Linked DNA regions of Mus musculus: region 1 is linked to region 2. The links are chromatin contacts, called in public HiChIP or PLAC-seq maps. All regions are on one chromosome and are shown on one strand. The core of a region is the stretch at or near the end of the contact, and the rest is flanking DNA. Distances in the headings are between cores, read along the strand shown. Region 1 has its middle 7.0 kb from the start of Gm26065. Region 2 holds the start of Uxt (ubiquitously expressed prefoldin like chaperone).

Evidence for each region. HiChIP or PLAC-seq counts read pairs in DNA pulled down with a chosen protein or histone mark.
Region 1: an H3K27ac HiChIP or PLAC-seq map of embryonic stem cells shows a contact between it and region 2, with 3 times the contacts expected there. The contact joins the enhancer-like site here to the promoter of Uxt in region 2. A contact is called at or near these places in 18 of 39 promoter capture datasets (the 3T3-L1 cell line, 3T3-L1-derived adipocytes, the C10 cell line and 13 more), 1 of 15 datasets of contacts at CTCF or cohesin (CD8 T cells), 6 of 484 Hi-C or Micro-C datasets (cerebral cortex, embryonic fibroblasts, embryonic stem cells and 3 more), 17 of 115 datasets of contacts at active chromatin or transcription factors (the SCID.adh cell line, T-cell acute lymphoblastic leukemia, acute myeloid leukemia and 10 more) and 4 of 9 other capture datasets (adipose tissue, embryonic stem cells, liver and 1 more).

Annotation. Positions count from the first base shown.
Region 1 is chrX:20,803,793-20,811,000 of GRCm38.p6, reverse strand. It overlaps a transcript of Araf not described here. Among named protein-coding and RNA genes, the nearest start is that of Gm26065, 7.0 kb to the right of the region's middle. Within about 2 kb of position 2,315, at least 6 of the 459 cell types and tissues checked have an H3K27ac peak or open chromatin away from gene starts, as enhancers often do.
Region 2 is chrX:20,957,007-20,963,956 of GRCm38.p6, reverse strand. Uxt (ubiquitously expressed prefoldin like chaperone) reads left to right here and starts at 1,979. Exons shown (of 7, transcript NM_013840.3): 1 at 1,979-2,023; 2 at 2,171-2,277; 3 at 3,938-4,019; 4 at 4,155-4,222; 5 at 4,492-4,599. The coding sequence starts at 2,180. It overlaps A230072C01Rik (RIKEN cDNA A230072C01 gene), which reads right to left and starts at 2,281. Exons shown (of 6, transcript NR_027445.1): 1 at 2,245-2,281; 2 at 1,979-2,107; 3 at 1,300-1,420.

The DNA.
Region 1 (7,208 bases), core at 1,066-3,565, 150 kb after region 2:
GTGTTATGTGTCCAGGTAGGTGACCAAGGCATCTTTATAGCACAATTAGTAGTAGGATCCCAGCAACAGGATGAGGCCATACAACAGTATTGACTTCACTTTGAAAGAAGTACCAAATATGAGTCTTGTCTTGTCTTTTTTTTTCTTTTCAAGACAGGGTTTCTCTGTATAGCCCTGGCTGTCCTGGAACTCACTTTGTAGACCAGGCTGGCCTCAAACTCAGAAATCCCCCTGCCTCTGCTGGGTGGGATTAAAGGCGTGCACCACCACGCCTGGCTGAGTCTTTTCTATCCAATAATAATAAAAAAAAAAACCCACAAAACAAAAACCACAACTTGTGTTTGGGACAAGAAATTTAAATCTTTTTATCTCCCACCATCACACTTTTATGCAGACATTTTGAGCCCTCACCCCTCTCCCCCACCAGTAAAACCTTTGTTTACACAAAAACCCACTTCTATTCTATGAAGTTAATGGCCTGTCAAGTGACATTTTTCTTCTTGTAGCAGTGACCCATTTTTCATTCCTTCACTTCCTGGGTGCCAATTCTTTTCAGACTAGCCAAATGAGTAAGATTGTAAGATCAGACCCCAGCCAATGGGGGAAAGACACAGCCACCACCTGAGATAGAATATAAACCAAGAGCATTTCAGGCCTCTGTGTCCACTTTCTGTAGCACACCCGATTGAACAAGAATGAAGTTTGCCTTATCCAGGCACTTCAGTTGGAATGATGGTCTCTTTCTTTGTGATGCTGTTTATTTTTAAACAATTTATAAGCCAGGCGTGGTGACGCATGCCTTTAGTCCCAGCACTCAGGAGGCAGAGGCAGGCGGATTTCTGAGTTTGAGGCCAGCCTGGTCTACAAAGTGAGTTCCAGGACAGCCAGGCAGGGCTATACAGAGAAACCCTGTCTTGGAAAACAAACAAACAAATAAACAACTTCTAATCTCCAGAGAATCTGGAGTTAACCACTTAAAACATATGGCATCAACTACAAAACTCTGCCCTAGAAAGCTAGTGGCTTCCTTCTTAAATTTCTTTCTTTCTTTCTTTCTTTCTTTCTTTCTTTCTTTTCTTTTCTTTTCTTTTCTTTTTCTTTTTTTTTTTGTCTTTTTTTTTCTGGCTCAGGCAAATTCTTATCAGTAAGTTGAACTACATCTGAATTCTCGCCAGTGCCAAGGCAAGACCAGCATAGGCACATGCAAGCAGGAAGTCTAGAGGGTACACAAAGCACGATGTACACTGGCTAGGTATTAATTTCCAGAGGAGCCTGCCACCCATTTCAGTCCATATAATTCAGTTTAATTATTGGCTTCAGAGAAACTGTCTAAGGATAGGCAGGTCCCATCAGTTTGGCTTATCCATCACGTTGGTCCCACCTTCCCCATGCATCATGGATTGTGTGCTAAGAGTGGTTGTAAGCATCACTCCTGTCTCATCTCTGTGCGGCCCGCTGTGAGTGATGGGAGGCTTGTAGGCTGTATTTGATATAGAGTGCTCAACAGCAGATTGGAAACAAGGCATCAGGCAAGCATTTTTCTACAGAAAGAAGGGAGAAATTTGAGTAGGAGGTCTGGAAAAAAAATGAAGCTTAGCATTGGTTCTCTCCTCTGCTGAGCCTCCCAGGATTTCCCACTTCACTCCATTGTTACAAAAGCAGTCAGTTTCTCTGTAATTCTAACTTCAAATTTCCCAGTCATCTAACTGTTACTGGAAAACACCCTTATGCAATTTAGTGGGAAAGACATATTAATGTTCAAGAGTTGCTCAAGAAGAGTCCAAGATGGTTTTACAACAGGTTTCTTTAACTTCCCATTCATTTTGTCCTGATCATTTGCCCAGGGAGAAGACAGAAAAAAAAAAAAGGACACTACAGCCCCTTGCTATAGATAATCATACCTTAAGAAAGTGTGCATCCCAGGAAAGAGGCAACGGAGAGGCTATCAGTCCCTTAGTGTGAGCTGTAACTAATCTACAAACAAAATACAAGTCAACAGTGAAGAGACATATCCAAGGGGGGTCCCAAGTCTGATATGTGAGAAATGAGTACGGGGATCAAATTCCATGTGATGTGTCCTCCCACAAGAGAGGAACCACGGGTTAGGAATGCAATTTATCTTTTAGCAGATTCTAGAGTCACTCAGCACTGCAATTTCAGATAGTATCCTGGGAATATGCCCTTTCCTGTTAGGATTTGTCTGTAACCCAGTCAGTTCCATCAGCATCCATATTTTTGTCATTGATGGCCCCACAGAGTCTATGTCAGGCTGAGTGCTGTTGTTGAGGTGACCTTTCATTTCTGGCCTGCTTCATAGAGGAAGAAGCAGCACAGGACACACTATCCAGTTTCAGCTGACTTAAATCAAGGAGCTTTGATCTGTCAATCCAAGACTTTTTTTTTTTTTTTTTTTTTTTTTTGGTTTTGGTGTTTTGAGACAGGGTTTCTCTGTGTAGTCCTGGCTGTCCTGGAACTCACTCTGTAGACCAGGCTGGCCTCAAACTCAGAAATCTACCTGCCTCTGCCTCCCAAGTGCTGGGATTAAAGGCGTGCGCCACCACTACCGGGCAATCCAAGACGTTAAAAATGCAGTGGCTTAATTCCCATGGCAGGAAAGCAGACACATAAGGAGGGCCAGACAACTGTGTTTGAGGCACAAGTAACAGACCAGGTTTTCCTAAAAGTCCTGTTGATCTTGTCAGTCAGAAAGTCCAAACAGACCCACTCAAAACACGCATGTGAGTCTGTAAAACCTCCAGCCACTGAGACCAGACATTTCAGGGCAACAAGAACACATTAGCAAAGCTCCTTTGAAGATTTGAACAGTGGATTGTGATGTGGAGACTTCTAGTCTTTTCCTTTTGTTTCTCTTTTGCATGGAGCAGCAGTACATGGAAATCATTACTAATGGAGGTTTGTTGTGTTTCCAATTCTTAATTCAAATTGCAATCCTCCCACAGGCAGCAAAAAGCAAGGGAGCCACTAAACACTGTTGTTGTTGTTTGTTTGTTTTGTTTCTCACCAGCTTTATCAGAATGAGCCATCTTGTAGTCCATAAAGTGAAGCATATAATATTTTACATCAATTGTATTGTCCAGTCAGTAGCACAAGATTCTCCTCTTTGTTCCTCAAAACCTTGACATTACAGCTTTAATGTTGTAGCAGCCTTGAAGTCTAAGCTGAGTGCAAGGAGAGGCTGCCGTGTTGCAAAGGCAACTGCTTAGCTTGGTTTTGTTCTTTGTTTCACTTTACTGATTTTTTGTCATCTGTCTTTTGTCTGTTTGCCTTCACCCAAGCTCTTGCTGAATTGCCCAGGTGGGCCTAGAAATCATAAAGTAATTTAGACTAGCCTCAGCCTTGCAGGCTTGCAGTCCTCATGCCTGACTACAAGGATACAGCTGCTTGCCATTACACCTCTCTCTCTCTCTCTCTCTCTCTCTCTCTCTCTCTCTCTCTCTCTCTCATTTTAACCCTTTAAACCTCTGGTTTATTGCATGCAAGCCTTGCTCTAGTAAGGAAACTTGGTTTTGCTGTTTTCCTTCCAACTGGAGAAGAGAGCAATGCAAACTTTTGTTTTGTTGTTTTTGAAACAGGGTCTCACTATGTAGCCCTAGCCGTCCTAGAACTCACTGTGTAGACCACACTGGACCCAAAACTCACAGAGATCCGGTCTCTGCCTCCCAAGTACTAGGACTAAAGGCTTGCACCACCATACAGCAAGCAATGCAAACTCTACAAGTTTGGTTTTGGAGACACAATCTCAATATGCAGCAGTAGTGGACAGGAGCTCACAGAAAAGCGCTAGAAAAATCAGAATTGTTAAATACCCAAGCCTTTTTCTTCAACAGAAGAAATTGACACCTATTTTCCATCCAGAAAGCTGTGAATGGTAATCTTTGCTATTCTGTAAAGCCAGCCCTCACAGAATCCCCCAAAATACTAAGTACTGTTTCTCAGTCAATAATACTAAGTACTGTTTCTCAGTCCTCATGAAAGAGGTCCTATGCACTTTGCAAATGAGTTTGCTCTTGTGCTTGTTACAAACCTTCCCTCCCTAGGCCCAGACTCCTGAGCACTGTTTCTCTGTCAGTAGAGCCCATCTTTATGGTAAAGGTCATAGGTGCTTTCCTAAAGAGATGTCCTATTATACAAGGGAGTTCCAATAAAGCCATGCCTAAAGTTTTGTTGTAATAATTGTTATGTGGAAACTTTTCCCCAAAGTTTTACTGTGTTTAAACAGGTAAAGACATATTGGTGTCAGACTCCAGAAGTTTTGACCTAGCAGTCGCTAACTAAAGTCAAGCGGAATCAAGTTTCATTCTTACCTCATCTGGATCCATTCCTGCTGTCTGTAACAATCTCAGGGGACTCCCTGCCTCCAGCCCCTGCGTGCAACTTTTGCTGGCATGGAACTTTCTATGTAGACAACCCTGGTTTAAAACCCACAGAGACCTCCCTGCTCTGCCTCCAGAGTGCTGGAGCCAAAGGTGTGCATTGCCCACACCCTGCCTTCCCTCCTTAAATATCTCTGATTCTTCCAAAGTCCACCTTCAGAAATGTTTACACATACTCCACCAATGACTGCAATGAGAGCAGCTACAAACACATTTTTATTGTCTAGCTCACTGCAAACTCTTTTGGGAGGGGCACTAGGGTCTTTCTCCCTTAATGTAGAAGAGACATTGTGAAATTTTGAGCCCCTGTAGCCTCATAGAGTGGCACTATTCAGAGGTATGAGCTTGTTGGAGTAGGTATGGCCCTGTTGAAGGAACTGTCACTGTGGGTGTGGGCTTTAAGACCCTCATCCTAGCTGCCTGGAAGCCAGTATTTTGCTAGCAGTCTTCAGATGAAGATGTAGAACACTCAGCTCTTCCTGCACCATGCCTGCCTGGATGCTGCCATGTTCCCACCATGATGATAATGGACTGAACCTCTGAACCTGTAAGCCAGCCCCATTTAAACGTTGTTGTTTTGGTCATGGTGTCTGCTCACAGCAGTAAAACCCTAAGACACTCTCCATCCCCACAACACAGACTTGAATTTATCACACAGCTTGAAACTCTGTTCAGTTTCTGTTCTTTTACCTTCTGCACTCCAGTTTGAACAGTTTCTACTACTATGTTCAAATCCCCTAAGTTTTGCATCTGTAAAATTGAACGTGCTGTTAATATGATCCAACTCATTGCATTTTTTTTTTAAATTTGGTCTTTCAAAATCTCCTTTGAACTTGTGGAATGGAGTTACAATGGCTATTTTAATATTCCTGATTATTAATATTATGTAGTCTATGTTGATCTCAAACCCATGTAGCCTTGAACTCTGCCTCTGCTTTCTGTGTTCTGAACTACCACTCTGGCTTGGCTCCTGGCTACTGTGAGTGTGTGTGTGTGTTAGAACCCAGGGCCTCACTCATACAAGGTAAGCACTTTACCACTGAACTACATTTCCAACTCTATGACTGTTTTTTTTGTTTGTTTTTAATTTTATGTGCATTGGTGTGAATGTGTCAGATCACCTGGAACTGGAGTTACCAATAGTTGTGAGCTGCCATGTGAGTGCTGAGAATTGAACCCGAGTCCTCTGAAAGAGCAGCCAATACTCTCACCCACTGAGCAGGGCAGTGATGGTGCACATCTTTAATCCCAGCACTAGGGAGACAGAAGCAGGCAGATCTCCAAGTTTGAGGCCACTCTGTTCTACAAGGTGAGTTCTAGGACAGCCCAGGCTGTAGTAAGACCATGTCTAGAGGAGGCTGTCGAGAAAGCTCAGTGGGTAAGACTGTTCTTCCGAAGGCCCTGAGTTCAAATCCCAGCAACCACATGGTGGCTCACAACCACCCATAATGAGATCTGACACCCTCTTTTGGTGCATCTGAAGACAGCTACAGAATACTTATTTATAATAATAAATAAAGCTTTGGGCTGGAGCAAGCAGGAGTGAGTGAGCAGGAGTGAGTGAGCAGGTACTAAATTCAATTCCCAACAACCACATGAAGGCTCACAACCATCTGTACAGCTACAGTGTACTCATATACATAAAATAAAATAAATCAATCTTAAAAAAGACCATGTCTAAAAACACCAAATAAAAAATAAACATACTTTTCCTGTTACCTTTCTAGTTCTCTTTTTGAGTTTTATTATATTCCACAGGATAACATTGAACTCACTTTGTAGAACAGACTGGACTTGAACATGCAATCCCCCTACCTCAGCCTACCAAGTGCTGCCTCCTGTTTCTCTTAAGCTATCAACCACATATTGTGTTTATTTGCTTTGTGTCATTTGTGGCTACGATTTTGCTCTGTTCTGAGCTAGTATCTCTGGCATGCCTTCACTGTCTCTAATAATGGCATCTACTGCCTTACTCTCCCATTCTTACAACTGTGTGGGATATGCCCTGTACATTTCTTTTGCCCTTCTTTATATTAATGTTCCTGAACTTTCTGAAGAAGGTGGGGTTCAGAGTAGATTTTCAAGTGTCAGAGCTCCCTCTTCTGTTGTTTTTGCATAGTGCTAAAAAAATGCAACTTAATTTCTGAGGTTTCTTTTTTTTTTTTTTTTTGGTTTTTTCGAGACTGGGTTTCTCTGTATAGCCTTGGCTGTCCTGGAACTCACTTTGTAGACCAAGCTGGCCTTGAACTCAGAAATCCACCTGCCTCTGCCTCCTGAATGCTGGGATTAAAGGTGTGAGCCACCACGCCCGGCTAATTTCTGACTTTTCTTGGCTCTGTTCCCCCATGTTGAAATACACATTCTTTTCTCACTGAGGTAATACAGCCCCCAATAGAGATCATGTCTTAATCCCTAGGTCAATTGTCCTCATATGACACACACACAAAAAAAAGGTTTTTCCATTGTGACTGTATGAAGCATTTTGAGATGGAGAAATTATGCTGAATTATCCAGCTGGGTCCTAAATACAAATCACCGGAAAGGGACAGAACTAGGTGGCACAAATGGAAGAGGAGAAATGTGACTACAGAGACAAAGATTATGGTTATGTGCTCATAGGCCAAGGACAGCCAACAGCCACCAGAAGTTAGACAAAACAAGAATAGATTCCCTTAAGGCTCCTGGAGGGACACTGGCCCAGTCAATGTTCTAATCTTGGCTGATTGGTATTGATTTTGGATTTATAGACTCTAGCTATGACAACGTTAATTTCTTTTTTTGTGTTTGTTTCTGCATGCTAGGGATTGGCTGAGT
Region 2 (6,950 bases), core at 730-3,229:
GACAAGACTCTAACTGAAAAATAAAGCTGTAGATAAATATTAAATTGGGCCCATACCTTATTACATATATCCATACTCTAGATGGACCAAGATTGAAGTGTGAAAATGAAACCCTGGTTATATTTCTTTCTAGTCTGGACATGGGGAAAGCAGTCCAGACTATGTGTAACTGTGCTACACAGTCAGACACCTCAGAGGAACACAATGAGTTGATATATGTAAAATGCTCAGAACTATGTATGGAAGGGGTAAATGTTTGATGAATAGTGATCACATCTGCTCTTATTCAAAATAGCAATGGTCATGCCCAACAGTGTAAATCGTGAGACAATGCTCCCTTCCTGCAGCTTTCACATTCTTCCCACTTTGCCTTCTATTCTCTAAGACTTAGAATAATATAGGTGATTATTACTTTCTACCACCTTGAGCAGCTCTACCACAGCAACAGACACATTCCTTGCAGTTGAACCAGTTATGAATCTTCTTTAGTAACTACCTCCCATTGTAAAAAAGAAGTTTGCTATCTCTATGTCAGGAACAGCAGTAACCTACAAGCCGCCGTGCAGAGTGAACTCAGGCTGTCAGACTGGTTAGCACCGTTTAACCAGTGAGCCATTTGGATAACCTAAAAGTATCTTTTAAATTAAAGAAAAATTACATGAAATATGTTAATAAACTTAACAGACCCAACTCTAGTCTATCTAAACTGTTCTCCTTAGCAAATAAAGATTAACTAATATTATATAGCTTCCTAATATCTGCTTTAAGCACATCAAATTTACTTTTAAATACATGTAACATCAAATTTTGGTTTTGGTTTGGGGGACAAGGTTTCTCTGTAGCCCTCATCATGGACTGCATGCCACCAAGCAGAAATTCATTCAAGATAAATTTCTTAAAATTTGTCTCCATTTAAACATTTTTATGTGCTCTTATTCATTCCCTTTATGGAGGGTGAAAACCAAACAATGTGTGCAACATATATTTTTTTCAAACAGATCCCCACAGGATATACTGCCTTCCTTATAGATTAGTACCATAATCCTTGCTGGTCTATAGGCACTCTTGTGCTTTTAAAATTATTAAATGCTTAAGTGGTCTCAGTGAGTTCTTTTGGTTTTGATTTGGTTTGTTTGTTTTAAAGAGAATATGAAATTGGAGGAAAATGTGGTAGGAGGAGTCTAGGAGGAGTTGGAGGGAAAAGGGAGTGGAGATGATGAAAATATATTGCATACATCTATGAAACTCTCAAAGAATAGAAATGTTTCTAAAAGAAAAAAATAGGGACTATATAGATACCTCAGTAGTTAAGAGCACTGGCCAGTCTTATAGAGGACCCAGGTTCGATTCCCATTACCCACATGGTGCACACAAACTGTTGGTTGCTCCAGTTCCAGGGAATCCCACAACTTCTTCTGGCCTTTGTGGGCAATGCACGCATGTAGTCCATAAACATGCAGACAAAACACATAAAATAGGAAAACAAATGTAAGAGTAAGGAGGGGGGAATACAGAAATGGCTCATCAGTTAAAAACACATAAAACTTGCAGAGAATGTAAACTCCATTATCAGCACCCACATCATGGTAGCTCACAACTGCCTATAAGTTCAGTACCAACGCGCGCGCGCACACACACACACACTTCAAATTACTAATTATAAACACTTAACTCCCTCTCCCTACCTTCCTGTAAGTCCACCCTCCCTCAGAACCCGCCAAATCTCATTGAACGTCACCCAAACCAGTCTCCCGCCAGCTCGCGACGATCCGCCTGCTGGCAGACCGCGGCGTGCCAGGCCCATCTAGATCCATAGGATCCTGCTACCTCCAAGGATTCACTCAGGCCCCGCCTGCAGCCCTTCCCCTAAGTGCATCTTCCCACACGCCGGACCGCCCCTCCCATCGATTTGGTTGGCTCCCTTGCTGGAAATTACATCATCCATCCGCGCCACCCGGAAGCCGCGGCTCATACTAACAGTTATTGCCGGTGGCCCTACGGTAAACGCCGTACTCCTGTACCGGTGAGTGAACGAGTTCCAAAATCGGGTTGGGCAGAAGCAACTCCGTAGCTCGAGCCGAAAGAAGTCATCCCCAACGTTGAGTGGCTGGAGAGAATTTTGTGAAGTTTAAATAGAGCGCTCAACGTGCCCCCCCCTTTACTCCCCCAGGTGCCCGTCATGGCGACGCCCCCGAAACGGCGGGCCTTGGATACGGTGGGGGAGAAAGTGCTGCGGTACGAGACCTTTATCAGTGACGTACTGCAGCGAGACTTGCAGTGAGTGACAACGTGGGAGGCGTGACGTTTGAGAAATTTCACGTGGTGGGTGGGACAGAATGCCGACCAAACTTTCGGATTGGCCGCCCAGACTTCTGGGAATAGGGTTGACTTCTGGGCTGAGATGTGGTTGGAACTTGTCCCTTTAGCAGAGCTCTGACCTTGTTTGTTGGTTTAAAATAGTCATTCCGAACACAGGGTGTTTCTGACTAGGCCATTTAACCAATATTTATGAACAAGTTGTACCTTACTTCACCTTTGTGAACTTTATTCATCTGTGAAATGGAAAAGTTTATTAGGCCTTCTTAACGTGGTGTTTGAGTTTTAAATGTGTCAACTCCGGCACTTGGGAGCCAGAAGCAGGAGGATCTTTGTAAAGCTGAGAACCAGTCTGGGCTACAGACTAACTTTCTCAAAGGGAGAAAAAAATAGAATAAAGCCAGGCTCAAGCTCCATGGTGTGTGCCACTTCTAGTGGAGAGATGGGAAAATTCACTTGTTTAGCCAGGATTACAAGCCAGCCTTGAAAATAGAACAATATTCTATTTTAAAAAAAATCCAGTGTGGTGACACAGGCCTGCAATTGCTGTACTTGGGATAGTGTCAGGAGCAGGATGACCCAGAGTTGAAGGTGATCTTCACCTACATTCGAGGTTGTGTATAGCCTGGGCTTTGAGATTATGTCTCAAAACAAGCAAACTAGGGCCAGCAAGATGGCTTGCCTCCAACCCCATGCCCTAAGTTAGATCTCTGGGACCCACATGGTGGAAGAAAGAAAGACTCCCAAAAACCTGACCTCTGACCTCCAGGTATGTATCATGGCACCCATACATGTACACAAAATAAACACATAAATGCAAGTAAGAACACATTTTAAAAATGCAGATAAACCCCACTATTATTATATTGAGGCTGAGAGGAAAGAATTGTTTGGTGTGTTTACAAATTCAATACTTAGCCTGAGAAACTCAGATATTGTCTTGGGTAATAAAACAAATAACCTAAATAGTTGTTTTAGGAAAGGAATTTGACCCCAGTGCCTGAAATACACTAAAGACTCAACAACTGGATGATTGCTATTGCTGTCATTACTAATCTGAATAGAAAGTTAGGTATTTAGAACTAGGACTGTGTGAGCATGCTAAAAGAGATGGAGAGGTACATTTAGGGTGAAGATGGGACATTTTAATTGGCATAAGTCACTGAATAAAATGTAATATTTATAATTATAATAGGTAACAAGTATATAATGCTTACCATTTGGCTAGCATTTAAAACACTTTGTAGTAAACACTCGATTCTAATGACTCTTATGTGCTACTACGGCCATCTCTGTTTTCTATGTGAAGAAACTTAATCCTAGGTAGGTTTTCTACTTTCCATAGTCACATTCCTAGTAAGAGGTAGAGGTCAGGCTGAACTACAGTCTGACCTGTATTTATTGAAATGCCTGCTGTGTCTCTGTCTATACCCCATTGTGTGTGTTTTGGAGGAGGGGAGCACGGGATCTCACGATGTAGCACAAGCTGGTCTTGAGCTCAGAATCCTCCTGCCTCAGCCCATGAATTACATCCATGTCAACCACAACCTGACTTAAAATGCCTGGCATCTCAAGAGGAATAAGGCTGCCTAATGTTCACTGTTGTATTTCTACATATCAGAAAGGTGCTGGATCATCGAGACAAGGTATATGAGCAGCTGTCCGTATATCTTCAACTAAGAAATGTCATTGAGCGACTCCAGGTAAAGGTTTTTAAATTGGGTACCACTTTGTGTATGTGTACAAAGAAGGGAGGCGGGAAGAAACCCCAAGAACAAAACCTTATCTGCCTTTAAAATTGCCCGCTGACACCTACCTCTTTTCTCCTGGCCCTATAGGAAACTAATCACTCGGAGTTATATATGCAGGTGGATTTGGGCTGTAACTTCTTCGTTGACACAGTGGTGTGAGTATATTCTCTCCCCTCCTGAGTTTCTCCCTTTTTTCATGGAACAAGTATTTCTTAGTATTTTCTATATACAAGGCTCTAGTAGCTTTTATATTTCATTAGGATATGAGCAACATGTTGTGGGTGTGGCCAAAATGAACACAAAGTATCTGCCTTTACAGAGCCTTCATTTTGAGAAACAGGAAGGAATAGGAAACACCTTAAACCATACAGTGTGCTAAATAGTAATAAAGACTTCTTCCACTTCCTCTGACCTCTTTCCTCAGCCCAGATACTTCACGCATCTATGTGGCCCTGGGATATGGTTTTTTCCTGGAACTGACACTGGCTGAAGCACTCAAGTTCATTGACCGAAAGAGTTCTCTCCTCACAGAGTGAGTGCATTCCAAGAGGATAGTATCTAAAGCCACTACATTGGCTAAGGGTACAGGGAAGTGGTAAGAACATTTGCTTAGCATGTGTGAAGCCCTAGGTTCTATCCATATCACACATCACACAAACACATACACAAAATATATAAAAGCCAGATATGGTAGTTCACACCTGTAATCCCAGGATTCTAGAGAATCAAGCAGGAGGATCATGAATTTGAAGCAACTCTGGGTGATAAAACAAATCTCTGTGTATAAAACAAACAGAAAAAATAATAAATAGACATCACAAATTTTAATACTCTACCCTTTTCCCTGTGGCTACCTGGGATGGTACTTAGAAAAACATACTACCTTCCTCTTCGGGGCTCAGACTAAGAAAACTGAGGATGCAAAGTTCAGCCAGGGTGTCATACTAAACACTCAATAAGTACTTTTTATATTATTCCTTCATACATTTATTGAGTATCTTATGTATACCAGGTTCTGTGGTTAATGTTGAGAATATAGCAGTAAACAACAGAAGAGTCTTAGAAGCTTACATTTCTAGAACTATGTTGAAATCTCATGTACATACATCTGTGACCACATCCGTGAGATTTCAACCTAAGAATCAGTTAACAGTCTAAGAAGCTGCTTCTCACTTAACTATCTGCTCATTTTCCTGCTCATTTGTTGGTCTCTCCCCTCTCTGAACTTCATGTGCCTGTACCCACACATGCAGAGACAATGCCTTCCTCTATTGCTGTCTGCTTTATTTATTTCTCTTGAAATAGGGTCTCCACCAAACCTAAAGCTTGCCATTTTTTGGCTTCAGCAAGCACCCATGCCGGGGTCAGAGGTGTGTGAGTTTTTCCATTGGTACTAGGGATCCAATTCCCATTCTTATGCTTGAGCAGCAAATGTTCTTGTCCACTGAGCCACCTCCCTAGCCCTAACACATGCTTTAAGCATTTCCCACCTTTGGGAGCATTCAGTAGCTACTGGTGTCTGTCTGCTCTGCAGCACTTTCTCCATGTGGTTTCTTTTCTCAATACTTGATTGTCTTGCATAAATAACAAGCTCCCTGAACAAGTTCTTCTGTGATCTAACTTCAAAATTGCAACTCCTAGTGTTCTTGAATTGCACCCCCTTCTACTTAAAAAAATGACCATTAGTGTGTATATGTGCATGTCTGTGGACATATGTGCTATAGCATCCATGTGTAGATCAGAGCATAGTTTTGTAGAGTTGATGCTATCCTTCCAGGGACTCCATGAATGGAACTCAGATCCCCAGGCTCATGTGACAAGCACCCACTGAGCTATCATACCAGCCATCTTCTAATTTTTTCTCTATCTACCATCTTAGTACCTGTTAAATTGTACTGTGAAATGCCTTTCTTTCTCACGCTCATTGTCTTTTACAGTCAGATAATAAGTATCACTTACAGTTTTTTACAGGGCTGAGACTTGAAGCCAAGGTCTCCTGTGTAGTAAGCAAGAGCTCTATTACTGAACTCTATGTCCCTAGCCCAAGTTACAGGCAGTGTAAAGGAAAAAGCTTATACTGTGGGTAACTAAAATAGTGTAAAGCACAGTTTCTTTTGAATGAATTATGCTAGAAACAAATGAAGGGATGGTCAAAACTTATCTATGTGGGTAGTGGTGAGTAGAGAAAATGTGGGCTCCAAGTTTTGTTTTTGTGTAGGGAAGAACTACTTTGGGTGAGAAGCTTGAAATATAGATAGTGCTGTAGTTAAAGAGATGGCTCAGCAGTGAAGAGCATTTATTACTCTTTCAGGAGTCCCAGGTTCTATTTCCAGAGCCTGCATAGCAGTTCGCAAGCTTCTATAATTCCAGTGCCAGGGTATCTGACTCCCTCTCCTGGCCTCTGAACACCAAGCACACAAGTGCTATACAGACATACATGCAGGCAAATCATCCATACACATAATACGTAGGTACTGGAGGCCACACAGAAGGCCTCAAACTCCCACTCTCAGACAAGTGACATTTGAGTCAGTTTATTGGGTGAATCAAGCCATGAGCTATCTGGGGAAGAATATTCTTGACAAAAGGGACAGTGTGTCTGGCAGGCTTGAAAAACTGTCACATGTGACATAGCTTAGGAAAAATGAGTATGAGGGAACGTACTCCCTTAGATAAATAACCACTCACAAGTATGAGCACCTGCAATGATCATTCCTGGATTCGTTCCTAGAGTTGTCGCCTGTACGGTTCCAGTAGTTCTTCTCTTAAGCTTTCCAGAGATTTTAGTATTAGTAGACCTGAAACCTGCTAAGATTTCTAAATTTTGCTGATCAAACTATAATTTGATCAAGGTCATTGTAATGCTGAACTATGGACATTTAG